Regions from separate parts of the Gossypium hirsutum genome. Here region 2 is linked to region 1. Evidence: chromatin contacts called from public Hi-C data. All regions are on one chromosome and are shown on one strand. The core of a region is the stretch at or near the end of the contact, and the rest is flanking DNA. Distances in the headings are between cores, read along the strand shown.

What was found. Hi-C and Micro-C count contacts between places; a contact is called where the count stands out from the background.
Region 2: a contact with region 1 is called in a Hi-C map of leaf, with 2.4 times the contacts expected there. The contact joins the promoter of LOC107922007 here to the promoter of LOC107951476 in region 1. A contact is called at or near these places in 4 of 34 Hi-C or Micro-C datasets (hypocotyl and leaf).

What each region holds. Positions count from the first base shown.
Region 1 is chrD01:18,723,656-18,729,415 of Gossypium_hirsutum_v2.1, reverse strand. It overlaps LOC107951476 (glucose-induced degradation protein 8 homolog), which reads left to right and starts at 3,503. Exons shown (of 8, transcript XM_016886541.2): 1 at 3,503-3,638; 2 at 5,097-5,281. The coding sequence starts at 5,249. LOC107952284 (lon protease 2) reads left to right here and starts at 2,074. Exons shown (of 3, transcript XM_016887549.2): 1 at 2,074-2,838; 2 at 3,240-3,337; 3 at 3,416-3,953. The coding sequence starts at 2,074. The coding sequence ends at 2,826. LOC107951475 (a long non-coding RNA gene) reads right to left here and starts at 1,651. Exons shown (of 7, transcript XR_001698448.2): 1 at 1,277-1,651; 2 at 898-987; 3 at 656-813; 4 at 373-454; 5 at 174-286.
Region 2 is chrD01:18,991,164-18,996,923 of Gossypium_hirsutum_v2.1, reverse strand. It overlaps LOC107922007 (gamma carbonic anhydrase 1, mitochondrial), which reads left to right and starts at 3,355. Exons shown (of 5, transcript XM_016851827.2): 1 at 3,355-3,721; 2 at 4,134-4,277; 3 at 5,712-5,760. The coding sequence starts at 3,607.

The DNA of each region.
Region 1 (5,760 bases), core at 2,254-4,753:
GACAAATCACTTCGAATTACGTACAAGGCGGTAATTTCTACAGCACAATTTTAAAAGATCTTCACTCACTTCTAAGAAAGATACAGGACCGGGAGACAAAGCCATACGACAAAAAATGTAACTTTAAACATTGAGAACATGAATAACTAGAGAAAGATTTAAATAGTTCATACATTTGATAGGCCTTTGATCTGTACAATTATGATTGTAATATCATCGGTTCGATTTTCAAGCTCCAACCAACGTTTATAGGAGTCTCCAGCAATTCAAACCTAAGTTAGGGTGCCTAAAGTCGAACTGGAAAATCACGAAAAGGAATACATCTAATGAATATTGACAAACTACTGAAAGAGAGTATGTGTTTGTTCTTACAATGAACAGGAGCTTGGGTGAGAGTTGGTGCCTCACGAGTAACAGTTTGAGTTTGTCCTGATGCACTGCAAGTTGCATTCTGCTGGAAAAAAGGAAAAATCGAGTATAAGCACGCGCAAAGCACACACAGAGCCATAACATACGTGCAGGCATGTAATGATTTGTTTCAGTAAATCTACTATCAAGATTTAATACCGTTTACATTGACAAAAAGATGAGCAACAATTCTCAATTTCTTCTGTAAAAATAAAAGTAAGCGATTAGTTATGGCGACAAAACGTACCAAAGCAGTTGCGGTGCATGCAATGGATGAAGATTGTTTTCTACTTCTTCCTACACTAGGTTGTGATTGCAAGCCAAGTTCCCATGGCCTAATCCGAGTCGGAATTCTAACCAAGCCACAACGGCTACTGCATTCAATTCGTGACTCTAATCAATGTCCTGCCGAAAACCAATAGCAAATTTTATCATCATTAATCTAAGAAAAATTGAATGAATAATAAAATAAAGTTCCAAGAAAAATACCAGTAGATAATGAAGGCCGCAAGGGGGCAGTAACACTAGCAGCCAGCATTTTGCAAATAGCTACAACAAAGGCTATTCAAAGAACAAACCCTGAAAAATATACGAAAGATTGCATTATTAGATAAAATTTCAACGTTTAAAACAATGAAACCCCATCAAAAGAAACTGAAAAACAAATGAACATGTAGGGATTAATAATTAACAACCCTATAGAGGCTAAAAGAACACAAAAGAAACTGAAATAAAAATGACCCAATTATTTTTTATGATTCTCAACAGCAAAAACAACCTCAATAGGCATAATTAAATCCAAATTAAAATAACATCCATGGAATTCAATACAACAGAAATTAAAGGAGAAACAAAAAAAACTTGGAACCTTGAAGAAGGTGCTGGGTAGGAGAAAACTGGAGAAAGCAAAGGAAGATGCCGACTTTAAGAAAGGGACGAGAAGAATTGGGAAATGGAAACCCCACGTCTAGGAAGAAGGAGAAGAACAGGGCTCAAATAATGCCGTAAAATCCTGCCGACTTTGAAGGCTGTTATTTTTGTAGAGATGTGGGCGTGTGGAGAACTATGAGAAACAGAGGGATCAAATCGGCAGAGGCTAGAAGGGACAGAAGAGAAACAAAGGGGAAGCGGATGGGAGGGTAAAACAGGGAGGGTAAACTTAAGCGGCTCCTAATCTGGGCAAAAGGAACGGATTACAAATCGGTGGATTTTACCGATTAGGATTGTAATGTATTACAATGGTATTAACAATATCATGAACCAAATATAGGAATAAAGGGGATTAGGTGGGCCACCGATTAGGGGTGTATTGGCTACACCCAACCAAACATGCTCTAAATATTTTTAGAATCCACTCGGTTTTTTTTTCAAATTCGGCCCATTTTAACGTATAATATACTTTGTATTTAAATTAAATTAATTTTATCATTAAAAAATCATTTTTATCTGTTCTCAAAATTCTAACTAGCGAGTAAAGTACTCATGTTCAGAATATTGTTATTTATTTATCTTCACGTACGCAATACTTCGAACAGCTTCTGATCTTTGGTGAATGGCCCTCCCTCAGCTAATCCCATCCCATTCTTCTTCTTCTTCTTCTTCTTCGCTCACTCACCAACCTTCGATAAGCCCCAACGCTGTCAGTCCTTATCTTTTAAACCCTAATTTCAAGCCATTTTCAACTCTTCTTCGCTCTTCCAATCCCGCAGGTTCCATAGGCTCAGCTCCCTCCGATGCTTCGCTTCCTCTTTCCCGGAGAAACGCCACCCGTATCCTCCCCAATCAGATGAATCCGTACGGCTCCCTCTATTTCCTCTCCCCTTAGTTCTCTTCCCCGGCGCTGTTCTCCCCCTCCAGATCTTCGAGTTCCGTTACCGCATTATGATGCACACGCTCCTCCACACCGACCTCCGCTTTGGCGTTATTTACTCTGATCCCGTCGGTGGCACCTCCGACGTCGGCTGCGTCGGAGATATTTTCAAGCACGAACGCCTCGTCGACGACCGCTTCTTTCTCATTTGTAAAGGCCAAGAACGGTTCCGCGTCACCAACATCGTACGTAAGAAACCATATCTTGTCGCGGAAGTCAACTGGCTCGAAGACCGCCCCTCCAGCGACGAGGATTTGGAAGGAATAGCCGATGAAGTGGAGAGTTGCATGAAAGACGTGATTCGGTTATCGAATCGCCTCAATGGAAAACCGGTAAAGGAAGCGCAGGATTTGAGGAGGAATCTATTTCCGACTCCGTTTTCATTCTTTGTAGGGAGTACATTCGAAGGGGCGCCGAAAGAGCAACAAGCTTTGCTGGAGTTAGAAGATACGGCGGCCAGGTTGAGAAGAGAGAAGGGAACTTTGAGGAACACTCTCAATTACTTGTCTGCAGCATCGGCTGTGAAAGACGTGTTTCCCTCTTCATGACGAGAGAATTGAGTAAATTTTAAAGCAAACTTTGTTTAAATTTTGGCGAATATGTTGTTGTGTGTAATTTTTTGTACACGAAGGCATCATTTTTATATGAAATTTTGCTTGTTTCTCACTAGTCGTTGTTAGAATCTTGAATGAATTGTTTATACTAACATGGTTAATTTGCACAGAAGATAGTTTTTGGGATATGGTTTATTCTTTATGTTACTGCTACTTATTGGATACTTAGACTATATTGATGGCCGATGAGGTTTAGTTTCCTTGAATAGGGGTATTAGTTCGTTTTTCGAGCAGAATTTTGTAAAGGGCTTTGTAATTCAATCATTTCTTTTTCCTGGATTGAGCATTGTTGTTAAAGGGCCGTAGAAACTATCTCAGTTTTCAAGCTGTTGATTTTTTGTTCGCAGCATTGTTAGCGTGTTCTAAGCTGATTCATTTCTGGTCAATGGAGAATTCCTATCTCCAAGACTCCAACTCCATTAATTAGCCCAGAAGCACCACTGAGGTGATTGTTTTTCACAATTTTCAGTTTATTTTCCCCTTCAAAATATAACAGAGAACTGGGTTTGTTGGTCTGTTTTAGATGTTGCAGGGTCATATAAAGAAGGCTAAAGAATAAAGATGGGGGCTTGGTTGTCGTAGACACCTGTCTTTTGGAATGGTCATGAATCTTTCAGGTACTGATAGCATTGAATTTGTTATCTGCTTTCTAAGTCGTATGATAATTTCACAGGATCTTCAGGACAAATGAAGCTATGAGCTGAACATATCACATGGCCTTTGTTAGCATAGCTGTTGGATTACTGGTTAGTTGCTTTTAAACTGTGCTTGTCTCGATGCTGATGTTAAACACTAGCAGATATATGATTTGAGGTTTGGCCATTCCTTTACCCTATGGATTCATTAGGATGGGGCGGAACTAAACTTGTTCAAACCAAATATTTAAACTCAAACCTTATATAAAGTTTTTCAACTAGTGATGCAAATTTATGTTGGTTTGAAGAATGGCTGGACTGTGTGGTAGGGCATAGAAGAAAGAAAAATGGATTTGTGGGTGTTTTCTTGCATAGGGTTTTCCAAGGAAACCAAAACTTGACATGGCATAAAGGTGATTCCAGGTTTGACAACTTGCAATTATCTGCAAAAACTGCAATTCATCTGTTCCGGCAATGCTTTATAAATGCCATAAGAAGTTAAGTAGGCTCTCAGTATTACTGTCAAACAGGTTAAAAAGAAGAAATGATGATTTGGTCTCACCAAATGGACCTTATCCGATAAATGGATCCAAAATTCAGTATATAGTAAAAGAGCTGATGGCTTATTGAATTGGAGTTGACTAGAAATGTGGGCACATCTAGACAGGAAACGAGAACATGGGTTTCTTTGTGGGGGAACTGTCTAAAACCCAGCTCCCAAATTATTTCAGCACTGTAAAAGGTTTTTGTTCCACATCAGTTGGAAATTAAATGTCAATCCTTAACTTGAAGAATTCCATCAACCTCTAGTTTAAAATTTGATTTGATAATTTTTATACTCATCTAGGAACTGTGAAAAGCTAAAGTGTATCTATTTGAAACCAATTTATGAATACTATTGTTTTTTATTCGAGAAAGAGATTCAATCAGCTCAAATGTCATCCACTAAAATTTCATCCTTGTTGAGGTTTGATTTGGTAAATTACTTGCAGTGTTTAAATTTGGATAATCATTTTTTTTTCTAATCACTTTTTGTTAACATCAGGTGTTTGTTAATGTTCAAATCCGGATAACCTCTTCTTCTTGACCTTTGACCTTCCAAAGGAAAAAAAATATTAAATTTTACTATGATTAATTTTAATGTTGTTTATACTTTTTTTTATTATATAAATGACTAAATAATAATTGATATTAAGTAAAGTAATTTTGAGCTGTTTTCTTAGGTTAAGCTATTAAAAGTCTTTGAACTCTTGTATTTTTGTCTTCTATTTGTATTAATTGATTCAAATTTGAAAAAAAAATTGACATTGATTTATATTAAACTTCTTAATTAAAAATGAAGCTGATTTGGATAGAAGCTAAAGATTCCATTAAATTCCATTTAGGATTCTCGCATTTTCAAAATATAAGGCATAATATTAATTCACCCATTAACATAAAGTTATTTTTATAATTGGTAAATATTTTAACATACCGATAATAAAAGTGAAAGTGTAGCAATGGTAAAGAGTGGGAGTGTGGAAAAGGCACGTGTACTCAAATGCTAAACAATACCCGTCTCCTTTTTAGGTAATAACACTATTAAAACATGGAGCCTGCGACGATCGCCTTCTTTCTGCGCACTCCGATATATCCCCCAAGACGCCTATCCACCCCTTTTTCTATTTTATTTACAAACTCCAAAATCCCCAAAGCTTCACTTCCCATAATCTGCCCCCATCATGGACGTTGATCCTCGTCTATACGAACAAATTGTAAGTTTTTAATCTTTTGTCCCATTCTCTTTCACTTCTCAATTTTGGGTTTTTTCACCAATGCTAATATAGTTCTACGCTTTCATTTTGTTTGGGTATCTTTTCTTTTTATTGGGTTATAAGAAATTAGGACACTGTTCAATTATGCTGTTTTATCTTTTGTTCTAGGTTTACTGGGTTCGTATGGATTTATCATCAACATGTTTTTTTTTCAAGTTATGAAGGTCCGTTAGGGTTTGAATTTTAACTCTATTTGGGTCTAAACTAATTCCAAGAACAATTTTGTGTTAATGGATTCTGAATTAATTGTGGGTTATAATTATATTATATATGCGTGCTTGGTTTTGCAATAGAACCAATATGTAATGCTTCTCGGTATTATGCTGTTATGATTGACGAGAAAATTGGATAGCATGTAAAACCTTGATTCTATGGATCTACCCTTCCATTAATTAGTCTTCCTCCACAAGTTCAAGTCT
Region 2 (5,760 bases), core at 2,106-4,605, 270 kb before region 1:
TCATACTGTGTCCAAAGAATGATATAGAACGAAAGGGAATGGAATCAATTCCTTATGCTTTTGTTGTGGGTAGTTTAATGTATGATTAGACCTGTAGAAGACTCAACATTAGCTTTGCAGTTGGGATGCTTGGCAGATATCGAAGTAATCCTAGAATTGATTATTGGAAAGCTGCAAAGAAAGTTTTACGGTACCTACAATGGATAAAGAATTACATGCTCATGTATAAGAGATCTACTCAATTGAAAGTGATTCGATACTTGAATTCAAATTTTGTTAGATGTCTTGGCTATTTATTTTTACTTGCTAAAGGAGCCATGTCATGGAAAAGTGCTAAACAATTTGTCATTGTATCATCTATGATGAAAGTAGAGCTTGTAGCATGTTTTGAGGCTACTATTCACGCATTATAGTTGTGGAACTTTATTTCAGGATTTGGGGTAATTGATACTATCACCAAGCCACTGAAAGTTTAATGTGATAATTCCACAACAATATTTTTCTCCAAAAATGACAAATATTCCAAATGTGAAAAACATATGAAATTAAAATATTTTGCCATTTTACACCAAAAAAAATATTTTGCCATTAAGGAGAAAGTTCAAAAACAAATAGTGTCTATAGAGCATATTAGAACTGATCTTATGATTATTGATTCATTAACTAAAGGCTTACAACCAAAGATATTTAAAGAACATGTACATAGAATGGGTCTTGGTTGTGTTGATGAATGAAATTTTATGATGTTTTGACACTTTAAGCTCAATTATGATGTCTTTGAAATAAAATGGACATATTTCTTGTTATAATGATTATGTGCACATAGTTTTTGAAATCATTTAAAACAAGAAAAGCTTTATAGTTACTTAAAGACTTATTATATTGAGTTGTAATATTGTAGTATATAGAAGGAAGCATGTGACTTAAGCTATATACAACCGTCATAACTCACATTTGCAATTTACTATAATGTGGTAATTATAATGAGTGTTATTTTTATGCACGCTCAATGTTTATTCTATTAGGGTTTATATTTTACCTCATTGGGCCAACTGGGAGAATGTAAGATTTTAGCCTAATTTTGTAGATCCAATTAAGTCTAAAATAGTGTGGCCCAATTTAAAGAAGATAAGAGTTTTACTTTGAATAGAAGTTGAACTCTATCTATCCATTCGGTTACTTGATAGACGTATGGGATTAAAAGTTGATTATTATACCATCACTTAGGGTTTGTATAATTAAGGGAATAGGCCAAGAGAGAGAAATCAATTTATCAGGTGTTCTTCATGTTTTTCTTTGTCAAGGTTAATGGCGAAGTCTAATTCCACGTCAAGTATCTCTTAAACTTATAGATTATTCTAAAGGCCTTAAAATCAATGTTTATGCAATATTAGAGATTTGTTTGCATAATATCTAAATCTAATAAATTTTACATTCTTTACACAAAGGAAGAACAAGCAATTAATTTAATTAATTGTAATAACTTTATTTTAAGTTTAGTATGAAATATTTGAGATTATATAATCAAAAGTAATTTAAGCTTTGTAGACAATTATTAAATATAAGTTACCAAGTTGATTTCATTAAGATTAATATGGAAACATGAAATATAATTTTAAAATTTAGGAGATTAATTTAATTAATTTCAATATTACAATAACAAATTAGTTAACATTATCAAGAAAAAAAAGTAGAATTCTTGGCAATGTGATAAACAAGTACAATTTGATACTTTTTTTAATGCATTATTTAGTTTCTACTGCCTTTTCACTTTAATTATAAATTTCTTTTACCCCAATTAATACTTAAAAAAAAAATCTAAATTCGTTGACTTATTTATCTTGGAACTTTGTTTAATTAATTTATGGGTGAAGTACATCACAGGTCACCCAATTATGGGTCATTTTTTTATCACCTAACTATAAATTTTTTAAATTAGTCATCCAACTATAGATTTGTTTTTTTTTTGTCACCTAACTATGATTTTTTTAAACTGGTCACCAAACTAATCGTGATTGATATTTTTTTTGGGTCCATTTCTGTTAAATGCACTAACGGGAGGATGAAGTGGCAGTTGAAAAATTGGTATAATAATAATTTTAGACCTCAACTTTTACATATTATATCGATTTAGTCATAATTTTAAAAATTAACCCTCAAAATTTAGAAATGTTTCAATTTAATCCTAATTCTAAAAAAATAAAGAAATATATAAAAATACATAAATATTTTTAAAAATATAATAATAAATTTAAATTTTATACTAATATTAAATAAAAACAATTATATTAATAGTAAATAATAAAACCCTCCCCTTCCCCACCCCTCTCTCCTACCGTTATGAAACAACTTGAGCCTCTACTCCTTGAAATGAACCCAACCACAAAAAGATCTCTGTTCTCATTCATAATGGGAAACCCATCTCACCATCCTCCAATACATGGTCCAACTTTGGAATCACAAATCACCTTTGCTTCCTTCTACCCTTACCAACGTTCAGAAGCCTTCTTTTGTTCCGATTATATTGATAAAAAAGATGAGTGTTTAATATTTTTTATTCCATTGCCAGTGCATAGTATAGTAATCATTTTTATATTTCGTCTGGTTTGAACATAAATGCTGAATAATTCCATGCATATGCAAATACGATAGATATATGGCATTGGGAAGAGAATATGGATGGGAGAAGAAGACCAAGAGGAAGCAAAGGAGGAGTTAATGCAATGCTTGAAGACCCTGGAAGGAGAGCTGGGGGAGAAGCTCTACTTTGGGGGACAGAGCGTAGGGGTAGCGGGTGTTGCACTTGTACCTTTCACCACTTGGTTTTACAGTTACGAGACTTGTTGCAATTTCAGCAGCAACAACAACAGAGAAGGAGAGGGAGAGGGACGCCAGGGGAGGGACGGTGGGGGGAAGAGAGGAGGGTTTTTTTTTTTAAATTTAATATTAATATAATTATTTTATTTAATATAAATTTAAATAAGTTATTATATTTTAAAAAATATTTATGTATTTTTATAAATTTTTAAATTTTTTAGAAATACGACCAAATTGAAACCATTTATAAATTTTGAGTGTTAATTTTTAAAATTATGAATAAATCGATATAATAGGTAAAATTAAAGGTTAAATTTAATATTATACCAATTTTTTAACTACCACGTGACCTTTCCATCGGCGCAATTAATGAAAATAGACAAAATGATTAGTTGGGTGACCAAAAAAGAAACAAATCCATAGCTAGGTGACCAATTTTAAAAATTCATAGTTAGGTGACAAAAAAGAAAATGACTCATAGTTGGATGACCTGTGATGTAATTTACCCATAAATCAATTAAACAAAGTTCCGAGATTAATCATTTACTAACTTTAATCCAAACACCTATATTATTATTGGGCTATCACTCAAGAAGAGTCCAAGACAACTCAACTCAATACAACAGACTCAGACTGAGTTGAGAGAAGTTGAGTTAGGCCCAGAAGATTCAACCCTACCAGTCTACCACTAAACTAAGAGAGGTCTGAGAGCATTATTTCCCTTCTCAGCACTTCGAGCTTTGTTTCCTAGTCACTCGCCCTCTGCGCAATCACCGATCAAAGCTGAAGATGGGAAGCCTTGGAAAAGCAATATACACTGTCGGATTCTGGATTCGGGAGACCGGTCAGGCTCTCGATCGCCTTGGTTGCCGCCTACAAGGCAACTATTTTTTCCAGGAGCAACGTGAGTTTTATTTCATTTCAATCTTCAACTTCTATTCCTAAGCTGATTCCAATCTCAAATATGGATTCAGTCTTTGGGGGTTTTCAGCTAATTTCAAATATGAAATATACTTTTTATGTCTTCTCATTTTCTAGCTTACATTTTCTTTGATGTTATTATTAAACAATTAGACTGCCTCTGTATAAAATTACAAGCACAGTTATGATTATAAACTTAGGGTTTTTTCCCCTCCTAATTTAGCCAATTGTACTGGTTAATTGGTTATTTGCCTTTCTGATTTCTGAGGTAATTCGGCTTCGTTTTACCTTTTTTTTTTGTGTGTTCAAAGATAGGATTTTGCTTTTGTCGCTTTAGTTTTTTTCTTTTTCATTATCCGAATGCATTCATGTTTTCTTTTTATTTTTATTCATAGTTTCTAGGCATCGGACTCTGATGAACGTATTTGATAAATCTCCTCTGGTGGACAAGGATGCATTCGTAGCCCCTAGCGCATCTGTCATTGGCGATGTTCAGGTGGGAAGAGGATCTTCTATTTGGTATGGATGTGTTTTAAGGGGTAAGATACTTGCTTATATACTCAATTTGGTTTTTGTTTGACGGCAATAGTCTTTTTTTTTTTTTCAATTGATTAAGAACAAAAACTATTAGCAACATAAGTCTAATAAAGGCAAACCATATGCCTACGTCCCTATTAGCTGCATGTACTTCCAACTTTGCAACTTTCTCACACCAAAGAAGTGTTGTGTGGTGGTTGCTCGCCTCATCCCTTAATCATGAGGTCGGGGGGTTGGTCCTTGCCCAGGGGAATGGAGCACATTTCACGGCCAGCCATTTACCTCTTTGGAGAGCACTCGCGGCGAGGGGATTAGTCACTGCTATTGGCAGTGGACAACCTGGTTTCGACCAAAAAAAAAGAAAAAGAAATTATTTAAGGATGGACTATATATCCAACTTAGCATATGAAGTTTTAGGGTTATACTAATTAACTTTTAGATGGTGACTTGAGAAACAAATAGACATTATTAATGGTAATACTATTGGCTTATGTTTAGTGTGCTTTAATTTGAAAACTATGTGAATAAAGATAGTAGACTTAAGTTGATTATTTCTGCACATATTCTGAATGAGTTTAAATTTACTACATGTCTGGGTTTATCACAATTGGTCTAGAGAAATGTAGCTAGTCCTAGTGAGGATATTACTTGTCTCAACTTTTAACAATTAATTTACAGGAATGTTGTTTGTAAATTTAACTATTGGTTTCAACTTTAAATTATCAGTTCTTTTAATTTTATTTTCTATTTATCTTGTATGGTATTGTCTTCCTGGTACGTCTTACTATTTCATTTAACATTTTAGCCATCCTAAATAATCATTCATTCACACAAGCGAGCGCTTGCAACTTGTATAATATACCTTGTTCCCCACCTGGTTCATGTCCTCAACTCCACATGCTTCTTAAAACCTTAAATACAACCACAATGCATAAGATGGCAGACTTATTCTCCTGTAGAGCAGGTTCATTTTTACTAGTATTTATCATTCTTCTCCTATCAAGGAGATAAAATTTTGGGTTAAGAAGATATTTCGGACAATTATTTTCTTCCCTCAAAATGAAATCCCTGGTATATTTAGTGTATGTACCATGTGTGACTGCAGTTCCTTATTATTCTAATAAGAAAGTTGAAAATGAATTTGTGCAGCCACATACCACATAGCAATGCCTTTCTACAAAGTTGGGTTAGGGAATCATTCCTGAATAATACGTCTTTATTGAATGGTAGTACATTTGACTCTTCACTACTATATCTCTCGAAGAGGAAGGTTTCTGAGATCACACCCTACCCCACTATCTTTTAACCACCCCGTGTAGAGGAAGTTATAATTTTCTTGACCCTTGTGAATTTGTTCGGAGAGATATTAGGGTTATTTCTTTGACATTATTTTTACTAGATTTTCCTGATTATCATCCTTGTCCTGCTTTGAACAGGGGATGTCAACAGCATTAGTGTTGGATCTGGAACTAATATACAAGACAA